Regions from separate parts of the Sus scrofa genome. Here regions 2 and 3 are each linked to region 1. Evidence: chromatin contacts called from public Hi-C data. All regions are on one chromosome and are shown on one strand. The core of a region is the stretch at or near the end of the contact, and the rest is flanking DNA. Distances in the headings are between cores, read along the strand shown. Region 1 has its middle 200 kb from the start of SETD4. Region 2 has its middle 28 kb from the start of RUNX1. Region 3 overlaps RUNX1 (runt related transcription factor 1).

What was found. A called contact is a pair of places that touch in the nucleus more often than the background predicts.
Region 2: a contact with region 1 is called in a Hi-C map of embryonic fibroblasts, with 5 times the contacts expected there. The contact joins two enhancer-like sites. A contact is called at or near these places in 2 of 47 Hi-C or Micro-C datasets (embryonic fibroblasts and subcutaneous adipose tissue) and 2 of 2 datasets of contacts at active chromatin or transcription factors (alveolar macrophages and skeletal muscle).
Region 3: a contact with region 1 is called in a Hi-C map of embryonic fibroblasts, with 3 times the contacts expected there. The contact joins two enhancer-like sites. A contact is called at or near these places in 3 of 47 Hi-C or Micro-C datasets (adipocytes, embryonic fibroblasts and fibroblasts) and 2 of 2 datasets of contacts at active chromatin or transcription factors (alveolar macrophages and skeletal muscle).

Annotation. Positions count from the first base shown.
Region 1 is chr13:199,388,932-199,393,241 of Sscrofa11.1, forward strand. No RefSeq gene overlaps it. Among named protein-coding and RNA genes, the nearest start is that of SETD4, 200 kb to the right of the region's middle. Within about 2 kb of position 1,645, at least 5 of the 83 cell types and tissues checked have an H3K27ac peak or open chromatin away from gene starts, as enhancers often do. A contact at or near this core is called in alveolar macrophages and embryonic fibroblasts, where this site is marked.
Region 2 is chr13:198,661,266-198,665,311 of Sscrofa11.1, forward strand. No RefSeq gene overlaps it. Among named protein-coding and RNA genes, the nearest start is that of RUNX1, 28 kb to the left of the region's middle. Within about 2 kb of position 2,701, at least 6 of the 83 cell types and tissues checked have an H3K27ac peak or open chromatin away from gene starts, as enhancers often do. A contact at or near this core is called in embryonic fibroblasts, where this site is marked.
Region 3 is chr13:198,572,933-198,576,943 of Sscrofa11.1, forward strand. All of the region lies in intron 1 of RUNX1 (runt related transcription factor 1), which reads right to left. Among named protein-coding and RNA genes, the nearest start is that of RUNX1, 60 kb to the right of the region's middle. Within about 2 kb of position 1,854, at least 11 of the 83 cell types and tissues checked have an H3K27ac peak or open chromatin away from gene starts, as enhancers often do. A contact at or near this core is called in alveolar macrophages and embryonic fibroblasts, where this site is marked.

The DNA.
Region 1 (4,310 bases), core at 395-2,894:
GACAGCAAAAGCCTGAGGATGTTAACCATCAATGAAATGCTAAGTGTGAAAGGCAGAAGTCCTCCTTGCCAGCTCCTAAAGAGACTCAGCCCTCGTATTCAAATTGCAGAGAAAGCTAAGGATCAGGCACAGGACTTATTCATGAAAATAGCAGGGTTCCACGGGATCTCAACCAAACCTGGCAGCTCTGCTTGGACAAAGCTCAGAGCTCCTGGTGGGAAAGAATCATGCCCCCAGTCCCCAAGTGTTTAGGAACAGATAAACTGATGGTTGCCAAGGCTTACACAAATAAGAGCTATCACAGTGAGGAAGCTCAAGGGGGAAGTTTCTAAACTGTCTCCTACCCCAGCCAAGAGAGTAAATCAAAAACGATATCGTATCCTTGGATGGGTTAGAGGGGGAGGTTTGGATTTTGAAGCTTAGAACTACCCTTAAGTACCTACAGGATGCAGAGTGTGGCTGTTATCATATCACCATTGAATTAATCAGTCTGGGCCCTGCAGAACTCACATCGGTCCTGGAGGGTGACAGACTCCTACAGACTTAAACAAGCAGCAGCCACAGCTGGCACTGAAGCTTCCTTACCAGATAGTCTATTTTTTCTTAAACACAGGCTCAGGTACATGGTGTGCAGCCTTTGATCTGGGAACTCTGTCCTTTCATCCCTATCAAAAAGAAGGATCAGAAACAGTTCACATTTGCTCAGAACAGACAACGGTATTCATTTGCAGTGTTGACCCAGGGCTATGCTAACTCTCTTCTCTCTGTCATAATATAGTCTGAGGAGCCCTGGACAAGCTGGGCATTTGCAGGATATCAGGCTGGGGGTGACATCATGTAAATCAGACCTGATGAGCAAGAAGTGTCAAGGATACTCAAAGCCTTCACAAGTCAGACTCATGCCATAAATAAAATGGGAACTAACCATCACAGGCCACATCAGCAAACTTTTTAAAGGTCTAGGGTCTAGGCATTTCAGGATATCTCAGCCAAAGTAAATAACAAATTATTATCTCACCCCTTCTTAAAAAAAAAAAAAGTAAAACTGCAGCACAATAGCCTTTAGGTTTCAGGGACACTAGTTTCACAGTTGGGAATATTGCTCGTATCCATATAACAAGGGATAGAATGGCCATCAAAACAGGGAAATCTCTGCAAAAGTCCTGCCACAGCATAAATGGCCCTATGGCCTAAGCTTCATGGCCCAGCAGACCCTCTGGCATTAGTAGTACTAGTGATGGAAAAGAAACACAGTGTGGAGTTTTTGGCAATCCAAATTGGGAAAATCACAACTCCGAAACTTAAGAGTTCTGGAGCAAACATGTCCACTACATCTAATAACAATATAGCTTTAGAATAAAGAGCACCCCGCATGCTGCTGTCCCCAACCAGGGGACACGAGGTAATCAACCATCCATGATGAGCTGGGTTCCGTCACACCCAGGAAGCCACATACCCAACAGCCATCTATTGTAAGATGAAAGTGGTGCATCCAGATCAGGGCATAAACAAGTTATCCCAGCAGGTACCCCAGATCTCCATGGTATTCACCATTGCTGCATCAGTGCCTCCCCTTAGCTCATACCCATGGCCACATGGGAGGTCCGTTATGACCAGCTGATGGAGCAGGGGAAAGCCCAAGCTTGATTTATCCATGAGTCAGCTGAATACCAAAGGCACAAGCCAAACAAACAGTGGCTGCTGTTCAGCCTCACTTGGAGGGGGCGGCCTTAAAAGATAGTGGTTGGAGGAAACCATCCCAAAGTCAGCACTTTGGATGGCGCGTACTCCATGTTAAAAGGGAACTGGGACTTGGAAATGGCCAGTGTACAGATAACATGAGGTCCTTACACCATGACTGGACTTGGATAGACAGCAACATCTCTGGGTAGTTTATGTCACTGTCTCCAAAATCTAGACAAGCATCAGAACCACCTGTTGAAAAGTTTTAAAGACTGTAAGTCCCTAACCCCCATCTCAAAATTACTGAAATAAATGCCCCAGAGAAGGAGCTCATACGTCTATATTTTATGAAAGATCCTTAAGTGATTCTGCTATTGCTAGTCCTTGAACTGGTATTTGGAAAACATTTGTTTAAGTGATCAGCAATGCCACAAAGAAGAAAAAAAAAATATTAGCAAATACTGCAAACACACAACTAGTCCTATTGTGGTAATCATTTTGCAACATATATGTGTATCAAATCATCGTGTTGTACAGCTTAAACTTAGAGTGTTATATGTCAATTATATCTCATAAAGCTGGGGGGGGAGAAAAATATATAAATTTTTAAAATCAAGCACATGTAAGACTATGCGCTTTAATATATGTCACCCTCTGGGGTATGTGTTATTACTAACCCATCTGGTAGGTGAGAACACTGAAGTGACCTGACCTACTCAGGGTCATTTAGATGCAAATGATGGAGACAGTATTTGAACTTAGCCTGACTCTGGGGTCCCTGTGCTTAATCATGATGTCTAGTGGAAAATTCACTCAAGAAAAGTGAAGGGGCAAGAAAAATCTGTAATCCCCAAGCCTGTACAGTTGTAAGGCTAATTCTGTATTTACCTTCAATGAAGACAAATTGTTTTTCCAAATAGTTTAACTTCAGTATCCCTTTACAATAGCATGTGAGCGCCATCTAGTGGCTATAGATAAGGCCGCTTGATGAGTCATTGCTCTGAGTTAAGCAAGATCCGCTGACAACAGAAAAATTGTTGTTAAAATTGAGTAGAATCAGGTTTCCAATTCCAAAATGAATGAATTCCAGTTCCAGAAGGATGAATTCTTTGACTTCATCAAAAGTTTTTAAAATATGGCAAGGATATCAAAATGAGGGAAAAGAATCAAAATGAGTGAAATCAATAACAGCCACAGAGGATTCCCACTGTGGCTCAGGAGAAATGAACCCTACTATAATCCATAAGGATGCAGGTTCAATCCCTGGTATCACTCAGTAGGTTAAGGATGTGGCGTTGCCGTGAACTGTGGTGTAGTTCGCAGATGTGTTGCTAGTGTGGCTGTGGCTGTGGTGTAGGCCGGCAGCTGCAGCTCCGCTTGACCCCTAGCCTGGGAACTTCCATATGCCATGGGTGCAGTCCTAAAAATAAATAAATAAATAAATAAATAAATAACATCCATAGAAATGATGTCAGACAAGATTTTGTTGGGGTTTTTTTTAATGAAAAACAATAGTAATAAAACAGAGAAGAGGAAAAATCCATATGTCAAATCATTTTTAAGTTTACATCCTTGTAATGAATTTACTACATGCATACATGAAAAATTTTTCATAACTAACAATTTTTCCATGACTTCTCTTTGTTCAGCAAAATTTCCTGTCCAGGTACTAAGATAGCATCTGCTCCCACCTCTACTGCACGAGACCCCATGTCTACCCAACAGGATGATAAGTGCTAGAAGTTTAGAAACCCGTGACCTCTCCCTGATGTCCATGAGATTCATTTTCCCTCAAGATCTATTGAACCCATTCAGGCAGGGGCAAGGCAGGGCAGAACTGAATTCACACAATAGGAGCCAGTTTACTGTGAAAAGCAGGTCCAGAAAGAACGCATCAGGAGCCATGAGCAGGAGATGATTTCAGTGCTCCAGGAGTCGCCATTCACATCCAGAACCAGAGTCAGAAGACAGAGGGGTGGCTCCATGGTGGAGTCTGGCCTCCCCAGGCTCTGATGAACTTTCTTTCCATTGTTCTGCAAGCATAAGTGTTCACTCCACAGGTTCTTTAATGCTCATACTGAACTTTAAATAGCTCTTGAGGAGTTCCCATCCTGGATTAGCAGTAACTAACCTGACTAGCATCTGTGAGGATTCGGGTTTGGCCCCTGATCTCACTCAGTGGGTTAAGGATCTGGCATTGCTGTGAGCTGCGATGTAGGTCGCAGATACCACTCGGGTCCTGCGTTTCTGTGGCTGTGGTGTAGGCCGGAAGCTGCAGCTCTGATTTGACTCCTAGCCTAGGAACTTCCATGTGTTGTGGGTGTGGCCCTAAAAAGATAGATAAATAAATAAATAAACAAACAAACTCTTTAGCAGCATTCATTTCAGGGACTAATTTTCTCCTAATATGAACCTTGAAAACATGATGCTAATTGAAAGAAGTCAGACACAAAGGCCATGTATTATATAATTCCATTGCTATGACATGTCCAGCAGAGGTGAATCCGTAGAGATAGAAAGCAAATTGGTGGTTGCTGGGGGCTGGGGAAAGGGGAGGAAGGTGGGGAAACTGCTTAATGGCTAAAGGGGTTTGCTCTGGAGTGATGAAACTGTTCTGGAACTAGACA
Region 2 (4,046 bases), core at 1,451-3,950, 730 kb before region 1:
TAAATAGATCATGTTAAGGATATCTGTGGCAGGAATGGATTCCTCAGACAATATAACTTTGGTGTCTTTTTAGGTAATATATTTTTCTTCATGGGCAGGGTCAACCGATTTATTTTAGAATGAGCATTTTTTCTTTCTTCTTTCTTTCTTTTTCTCTTTCTCTCTTTCCTTCTATCCCTTTCTCTCTTTCCCTTTCTTCCTTCCTCCCTCCCTCCCACTATACCAGGGGGAGGGATCGAACCTCCATCCTGGCCCTACAGAAATGCCACCAATCCAATTGTGTCACAGCAGGAACTCCAGAATGAGCATTTTCTATTTTTAGAGGGTCTTTTCCATTTCGCTTAGAATTTTATCTGAAGTATGAACAAATTCTCGAATGTTTAATATGAACTGAGAGGAGAGAAGCCCTTAATAAGGGTTCAGTTAACTGGTTTCGTTTGCCAGCAGATGATATAATTCAGAAAGCCCACCAGCTGCCACTTGGTCAGTTCCCAGCAAGTAGGTTCTAATTGCCTCACTTCACCTGTACCTTTTTCCAGGTTTAGCCAAAGAAACTTCCTTCCCTCCATCCACTTTCAATCATACCACAGAATACTCAACTTTTGAAATGTACACAAGGTCTCTCTCATACACACACACACACAGTCAATTATATTTAGGGCAGGCTATATAAGTTGCAAGGACCAGTGAAAAGTGAAATCATGGGCCCCTTGGTTCAAATTTATGAAGACTTTCAAGATAGTGGCAGCAGAATTTCAAGAGCGTTAAACCAAGAATGAGGTCCTTCTGAGGGGGGACCTGTATAACCATATAGGTCTCATGCCCACAGTGCCAGCCCTGACTGCTTTAATAATCACACTAAATGTCTCCTTATAAGTACACAGCAAAGAACACGTCTGGAGCAACTGAAAGTTACTTTGTGCTAAAACTTTCCTTTCAGCCCAACACCAATTACCCATAACTCAGCCATAATATGTTAGCAATGGAAACTGATTTCTTACATTAAAATTTCTAGCAATTTTATAGGTATTTTCTCTTTTGATCTTAAGACATTCTTATTCTCCCCAATTTGTCAGTATGCAAACAGGCATAGTAACTTATCCAAGGGCACATTTAATTTTTTTTTCTGCCCTTATGTGTACTATATAGAACATTTGAAAACTATGGAAAGAAAATATTTATTACTCATAAACTACCACCTTAGAGATAACTGCTATTAAAATTTCAGTATGGATCCTTCTAAGTCTATTTTTCTATACTTTTTCTGTTCTTTTTAGGGCCACAGCTGTGACATATGAAAGTTCCCAGGCTAGGGGTCAAATCAGAGCTGTAGTTGACAGTCTACACCACAGCTACAGCAGCACTCTTTCCTTAACCCACTGACTGAGGCCAGGGATCGAACCAGAATCCTCATGGATACGAGCTGGGTTTGTTACTGCTGAGCCACAACGGGAATGCCTCTATAATTTTTAATGCAAGACTTTGTATAAGTTCCTGTGTGTTTTTCTATCTAAATGGGGCTCATATCATGCATACTGCTTAATAACCCTTTCAACTTCATGACATAACCCAAATGTCCCCCACATTATTAAACACTCCTCCTATGAAGAATTATTTTTAGTGGTTATGTAATAGTCCATCATGGTTGGTAAGGAATCCATTTAGAAAAAAATGGGAGATGATAAAGAGAAAAAATATTGGTGTTTACTGCTTTTCATATTATAACCCTTTTACTCCTCACCACTGCCTTATAAGCTAGATGTTATTATCTCCATTTCACAGATAAAGAAATTGAGATACTGACAGTTTAAATAATTAGCTACAAGTCACACATTAGGGCGAAGCTGGAATTTGGACTGAGGTCTGCTTAAAGTCAAAGTTTATATGAAAATCACTCTGTGGAGTTCCCTTCGTGGCTCAACGTTTAAGGAACCTGACTAGGATCCATGAGGATGTGGGTTGGATCCCCGGCCTTGCTCAGTGGGTTAAGGATCTGGCATTGCTGTGAGCTATGGTGTAGGTTGTAGATGCAGCTCAGATCCTGCACTGCTGTGCCTACGGCATAGGCCAGCAGCCATAGCTTTGATTTGACCCCTAGCTTGGGAATTTCCATAAGTCACAGATGTGTCCTTAAAAGAAAAAAAAAAAAAGAGAAAGCTTTGAAAAAAAAAAAAAACCCTTTGCAATGACAGTGATACATAATTTATTATTTTATTCTGTAGAAAGACCCCTGGGTGAGCACAGCATTTAGAGCCTTGGAAATGTTTGAGGTGCAGTGTTTCTCTGTTATTGGGAAAAGGCTGTCAAGGGGGTTGGTGGAGATATGGACAAATAATGACCAGGAACAACCTCTGGGTCAAAGAATTGTCCTTTCAGAGGTTATTTCCTGGTTAGTGGGGATGCTTTGGGTCACAGGTAGTCATATTTGCACATGAGGAACATCGAGGAAAGAAGGATGTATGCTCATGAAGAAAAAAACCAGGGGTGGGCAGTAGATTGGTTTCCAGCTTAAGAAAGTAGCATTTGGGATAATCCCTGAGCCATGTGTCTGTTGGACTGCGTACATACCCTCTAAGGGAGAATTCAGGACAATTACAGAAAAAGAAAATTATGTTCCTAAAAGTTCTCAGAAGCGATTTCTTAAAGTGATTTCCCAGTGTAGAATTGTTTGGCCTCCTCACTCGCCCCCACCCGGCCAGGCTTAGTCAGCTAGTTTCTCACTGACGTCTGCAGTTCTAGGAGCTTAGTCCCCCAGGGGAGTGGAAAAGATTCCTGGCACGTACATTAGATCAGAAAAAAAAAAAAAAATTGATGATGAGTAAGAATAGTCTATTACCTCCTTCGTCTTGACTATACAATTTCCCCTCAAAGGGAAGGCCATCCGTGGTGAGAGTTTCCTGTGATTGCTCTAACAAAGCACCACAGATGGATGGAGGGGCTCAAGATGACAGAAATGCAATCTCCTCCCACTTCTGGAAGCCAGGAGTCTGCAGTCAAGGCGTTTCAGGGCCATATTCCCTCTTATGGCTCTAGGGGAGGGTCCTTCCTGCCTCCTTCAGCCTCTGGCAGCTCAAGGTGTCCTTGGCTCATGGTGGTACCACTCTAGTCTATGCCTCCATCATCCACGGCCTTCTCCTCATCTGGGTCGTTTCCTTTTCCAGCTCTTTTCAGGACACTTGTCATTGGATTTAGGACCTACCTGGATAATCCAGGACGATCTCATCTTGAGACCCTTAACTTCATTTCATCTGCAAAGATCCTTTTTCCCAATAAGGTCACACCCACAGATTCTGGGGGTTAGCTCATGCCTGTATATTTTTGGGGGGCTATTCATTGACCCTGCTCCAGTGCTGAGGCTTAATGCTGTTGTATGCCAAGAAAGAGCTACTGCACTCTCCTCGATTGTTTCGTTTCTGTTTTTTGTCTGTTTGTTTGTTTTTGGACTTACCTCTGGCATGTGGAAGTTCCTGGGCCAGGGATCGAACCCCCATCACAGCAGTGACAAGCCAGATCCTTAACCTGCTGAGCCACCAGGGAACTCCAAGAGCCCTTCAGGTTTATATCTTGGGTAGGGCCTTCTTCCCTGGACAAAGCTCTGGGAAGGAAGGAGGAGCTCAGAGCTGAAGGACAGTTTTGGTTCCCCAGGCACACAGGTATCTGGTGTCTCTGAGCTCCCGAGTTCTAGATTCAGCACAATGATGTCTGTGGGCCCCAGAGGCACATGGACACCACTGAGGAAGAGGAAGCCAGGCCTGATGGGACCTCCCACCTGTGTGACTGTGGAGACATAGAGCCAGGTGGGGTTCTGGCCACCTCAGCAGATGCAAACCAGGAGAGAGAAGATTATCAAAGACCCAGGCCCCACTTTCCCACCCTGTGTGGGCCCAGCATAGCCTGGAGAGGGACTCTGGACAAGAAAGCACTACTGAATTGGACTGAATTAGAGGAGATGAGCATTCTGACCCAGTGATCAAATGGAGAGGCAAAGTACAAATGGAAGATGTACTTTTTGTGCTGTAGTAAACAGAGTTCTTTAGAAAAACAGA
Region 3 (4,011 bases), core at 604-3,103, 820 kb before region 1:
AAAGAGCTACTCTCTTTCCCCACCAGGAAGAGCTTCAGGGGATCCTTTGGGGACACCTATGAGAGGTGCAAGGCACTGGATGTGCCTTTTGTCTGAAGATGCCATCCCCCTGGGGGTACCTCTCATGTGGTCACTTTGAGAAAGACACATGGAGCCAATTTCAGTCACTCTTAAAACTTCCAAGAAGAACAAAAGGCAAACTTTCCAAATATAATGAACTTGATAATGAACTAGAACAAAGAGCATTCTAGATATAGGCACAGTAAGTTAGCTGTGCAGTAGGTAATAGAAAATACATGGAGCTGGAGTTCCCGTTGTGGCTCAGCAGTAACAAAACTGACGAGGATCCATGAGGTTGCAGGTTTAATCCCTGGCCTCGATCATGGTGTTGCCATGAGCTGTGGTGTAGGACGCAGACGCAGCATGGATCTAGCGTTGCTGTGGTATAGGCCAGCAGTTGTAGCTCCAATTCAGCCCCTATGCTGGGAACTTCCATATGCTTCCGGTGTGGCCCTAAAAAGTGAAAAGAAAATATAAGAAAATACAAGGAGCTATTAGCGATGGGATAACACAAACCATTATTTGAAAATAGAACTATTTTGGAGAGAAGAACAATTTGGAGCTCCTGTGTTCCTGGTGACTTTCCACTCGATTTGCCTTCTCAGGTCAAACACCATTACTGTGGGGCACCATGGGGTTGCAGGAGAATACTGGCCTGTCTGCTCATTCCCACACACATGCACACCAACACACACAAGCAACAGAGGAATGGGACAGTGGTGGGCAGGGGGAACTTGGATTAAATGCAATGGCCTAATTTCTTCCACATCACTCATTGAAATTCCCCACTCACTCATTTTCCTAAAAGCTGATTTTCTCATATACTTTGAAGTTAGGCAAGTGGGTTTGAGGAAAGTCATATTCCCTTTGAGGTGTCTGCCTAGGAACATGCCAAATTATCTCAAGAGCCCCTTCAGCAACAGGAGAAGGCTCCCTGGGGTAAGTGAAGATGGAGAAAAATCCTAACCCAAGAAATATGGAGCTCATTTTGACAGTCATTGGATGGCTTAGTGGTTCCAGAGCAACCAGGGGAAATAAGGTTTTCTTGATGGTTGACATTCAAAGTTTTCATAAGAAAATTAAAAATATGATCAATATTTTATAACAACTTTAAGTGGAGTATAATCCATAAAAATATTGAGTCTCCATGTGTTATACCTGAAACCAATAGAACATGGTAAATCAACTACACTTCAAAAAATAAAAAGAATCTTAGAAGCAATTTCATAAATGTGGAGGAAGGGTAGGATATTTACCCAAGATGTAAACTGTCTAAATGAAATGATCCATTATCTTTTTTCCATCGGTGAGGGTCTCACGCAAGCTTTCCTGTTTTAAACTCATGCACATCTACATCGACAGTGTTTATGCTTGCAGAGAAATTGCTCAATAGATGTAGGTTGATCTAAAAAAAACCCCAGACATTGGTATTTGTATCTATATGAGATGATGGATGCAACGAATCTTATTGTGGTCATCATTTCACAGTACATGTAAATCTTTATGTTGTACACCTCAGACTTCCCAGAACTGTCTATCAGTTATATCTCAATAAGGGGGGCGGGGAGAATGGAAGAAAAAAAAAAAGCTGGCATTCAGTTCCAGCCTAAACATTGTTTGGGAACCTCTGTTCCTGTCCACCCTCAGAGACCTCAGCCAAATTCTGGGGCGGTTGGTTTGGTTTCCTGGCTGGAATTGCGACACCGTTGGGGCAGAGTCTTGTAGCTGCAGACAAGCCTGTGAACAGGGTGTCAGGAAGTCCGGGAAAGCATGAGTCAGCTCAGCGCTGGCACCCTTGGCATCAGGGCTCCAGAGGAAACTTGACCAGTAGCCGAAGTCAACAAAGGGTGTGAAGCAAGCCGCACAGCCTGGGGGAGACTGGAGGGGGGGCAGGCAGCTGGCTGTGAGCAGGGTCAGGGAGGGCCCGCCAGCGTGTCCCCATGAACCCCACACACCAGACTCCACCCTTCCCAGCAGAGACGATCCAACCCTTTCAGCTCTGACCACAACGGGTGGAATTTAATGACCTGGGAACTAATTTCTCGCTGGTTTGGGCAAACTAAAAAAGATAGAATGAGTAATGCATTAAAATCATCTTTTTTCCTAATTGAAAAAAAAAAGTATTACAATTCTGTTTGAGACTTGACGTCTTTGGAATCAACATTGCAAACTTCTGGGAGATAATTCGAGATCAAAATGTGTAAATGCTCTCATTTACTTATATTCCTGCATTGACCTGGGCATTGTTTACAGCAAAGGCTCTTGGAACCAGGAACTAAGAGTTGCTTAGATCTTTCTGTCCCTTTTTGTCTCTTGGCCTGTACGTGTAGGTACAGGTGTGTCTTTATGTAGGTATGTCCTTGTATGCATGGTTTCTTCTATCCATCACTGCTCCCTTCTAGAATATTCCTGCCCCACCTTCAGCATAGACTCACTTTTTAGAATTTTGAACCCTGAGAATCAGCAGAAATTCCTGGTCTGTGTTTGAATATCTTGAACCTGTCTGCAGCCTACCCTTAGGTGTGGAGAGGAATGGAAACTCCGACTTGTAGGATGGGGGAGCAGTGGGACCACCCCCACTTCACAGGGCAGAGATCCTTCCCAAAGTACCATCCTGGGAGCATCTCCAGGGTGTGATCTGACTTAACCAAGCTTCACCTCCACTTCTGTCCCTCAGCCTTGCTGTGGAGCTCAGATGTAATGACACTGCTCCAAAGAGCATGAGAAGGGAGTTAAATTGTGGGCAAAGTGAGAACAGCCTGGGATAGGTGCAGGAGAGGAAGTGGAAGGAACAAGACTCTTAGGGCTGAGTCGAGTCTTAGGGCCCAAGACGACTGTGGGGCTGAGGTCAGAGGCCGGGGGGCTCCTACTGGAAGGGAAAAGGCTGGAGAGGTGGACTCCCTTAGTCCTGCTGTGCCTGCCTCTGGCCCTTGGCTCCTCTTTCTCAGACCTGCAAGAAGAGTCCATTAGATCAGCCCACCACACACATCTAGAAGTTTCTGAGTATTGCAGGCAACTCAAAGACAGAAACTTCGGCCTAAAAGCAGACGTTTTGGATCAATGTTGCCACTTAAATAACAGCTTGAAAAAGAAAATTCAGATCCTCCTCTCTTTCTGTCTCCTTCCCCACTTGACTTCGTAACCCATGTCCTCTCTATTAAAACTCTAAGTGGAAAAAAAAGTTAGTTTCACAAAGATTCTCTACAGAAAGTGTAGCTGTAAATTATCCAGAAAGTTAGGCATTTCTGCATCACAGCTTTCTCCTGAGCTTATTGCTTTTCTTTACATTATGAGGCCAGGATGTTAAAAACAAAAATCAGAAAAAAAAAATCAACCAATAATAAGATTTTAGACCCTGAGCAAGATGACATAGATGCTATCAAAATAGTTTGCAAAATTATGGAAACATTGCTACATTTTCCATAGGGTTAACTTTTGAGACCAAAAAAAAAAAAAAAAAAAAAAAAAAAACTAATTTGGAACTTGAGATTTCTTTGAAAAAAAAATTCCCTTAACCAAACTGAAGACATTTACCAGGGAGAAGAAAATGACTAACTTGTAGTTTCCACAATGAGAAACACATTCCCATGGCTTCTGGCCACTTTCTATCATTACGTGATGGGCTTAAATTGCATTCATTTATAATGAGTTAAAAATATGAATGAAATCTTTAAATTAGTCAAAATAACGTCATGCTTTAAACATCCTCCCCTGCAAAGATAGAGAGGATATTGGATGGCAATTGACCTGACGATTGTTTCTGAGGATCGATTCCAAACCTGATGGGCCCATATTTAACTTCAAACCAAGAGTTGTTACTTCACAATTAAAAAAAAAAAAGAAAAGAAAGCAGACCTCTTATTGCAGCAGCGAGATAGGGCAGTGTAATGGCTTTGAGCGTGTCTCTTCCTGCAGCGTATCTGGCCTTGAGTCCAAGGAGCCCCCCGCCAA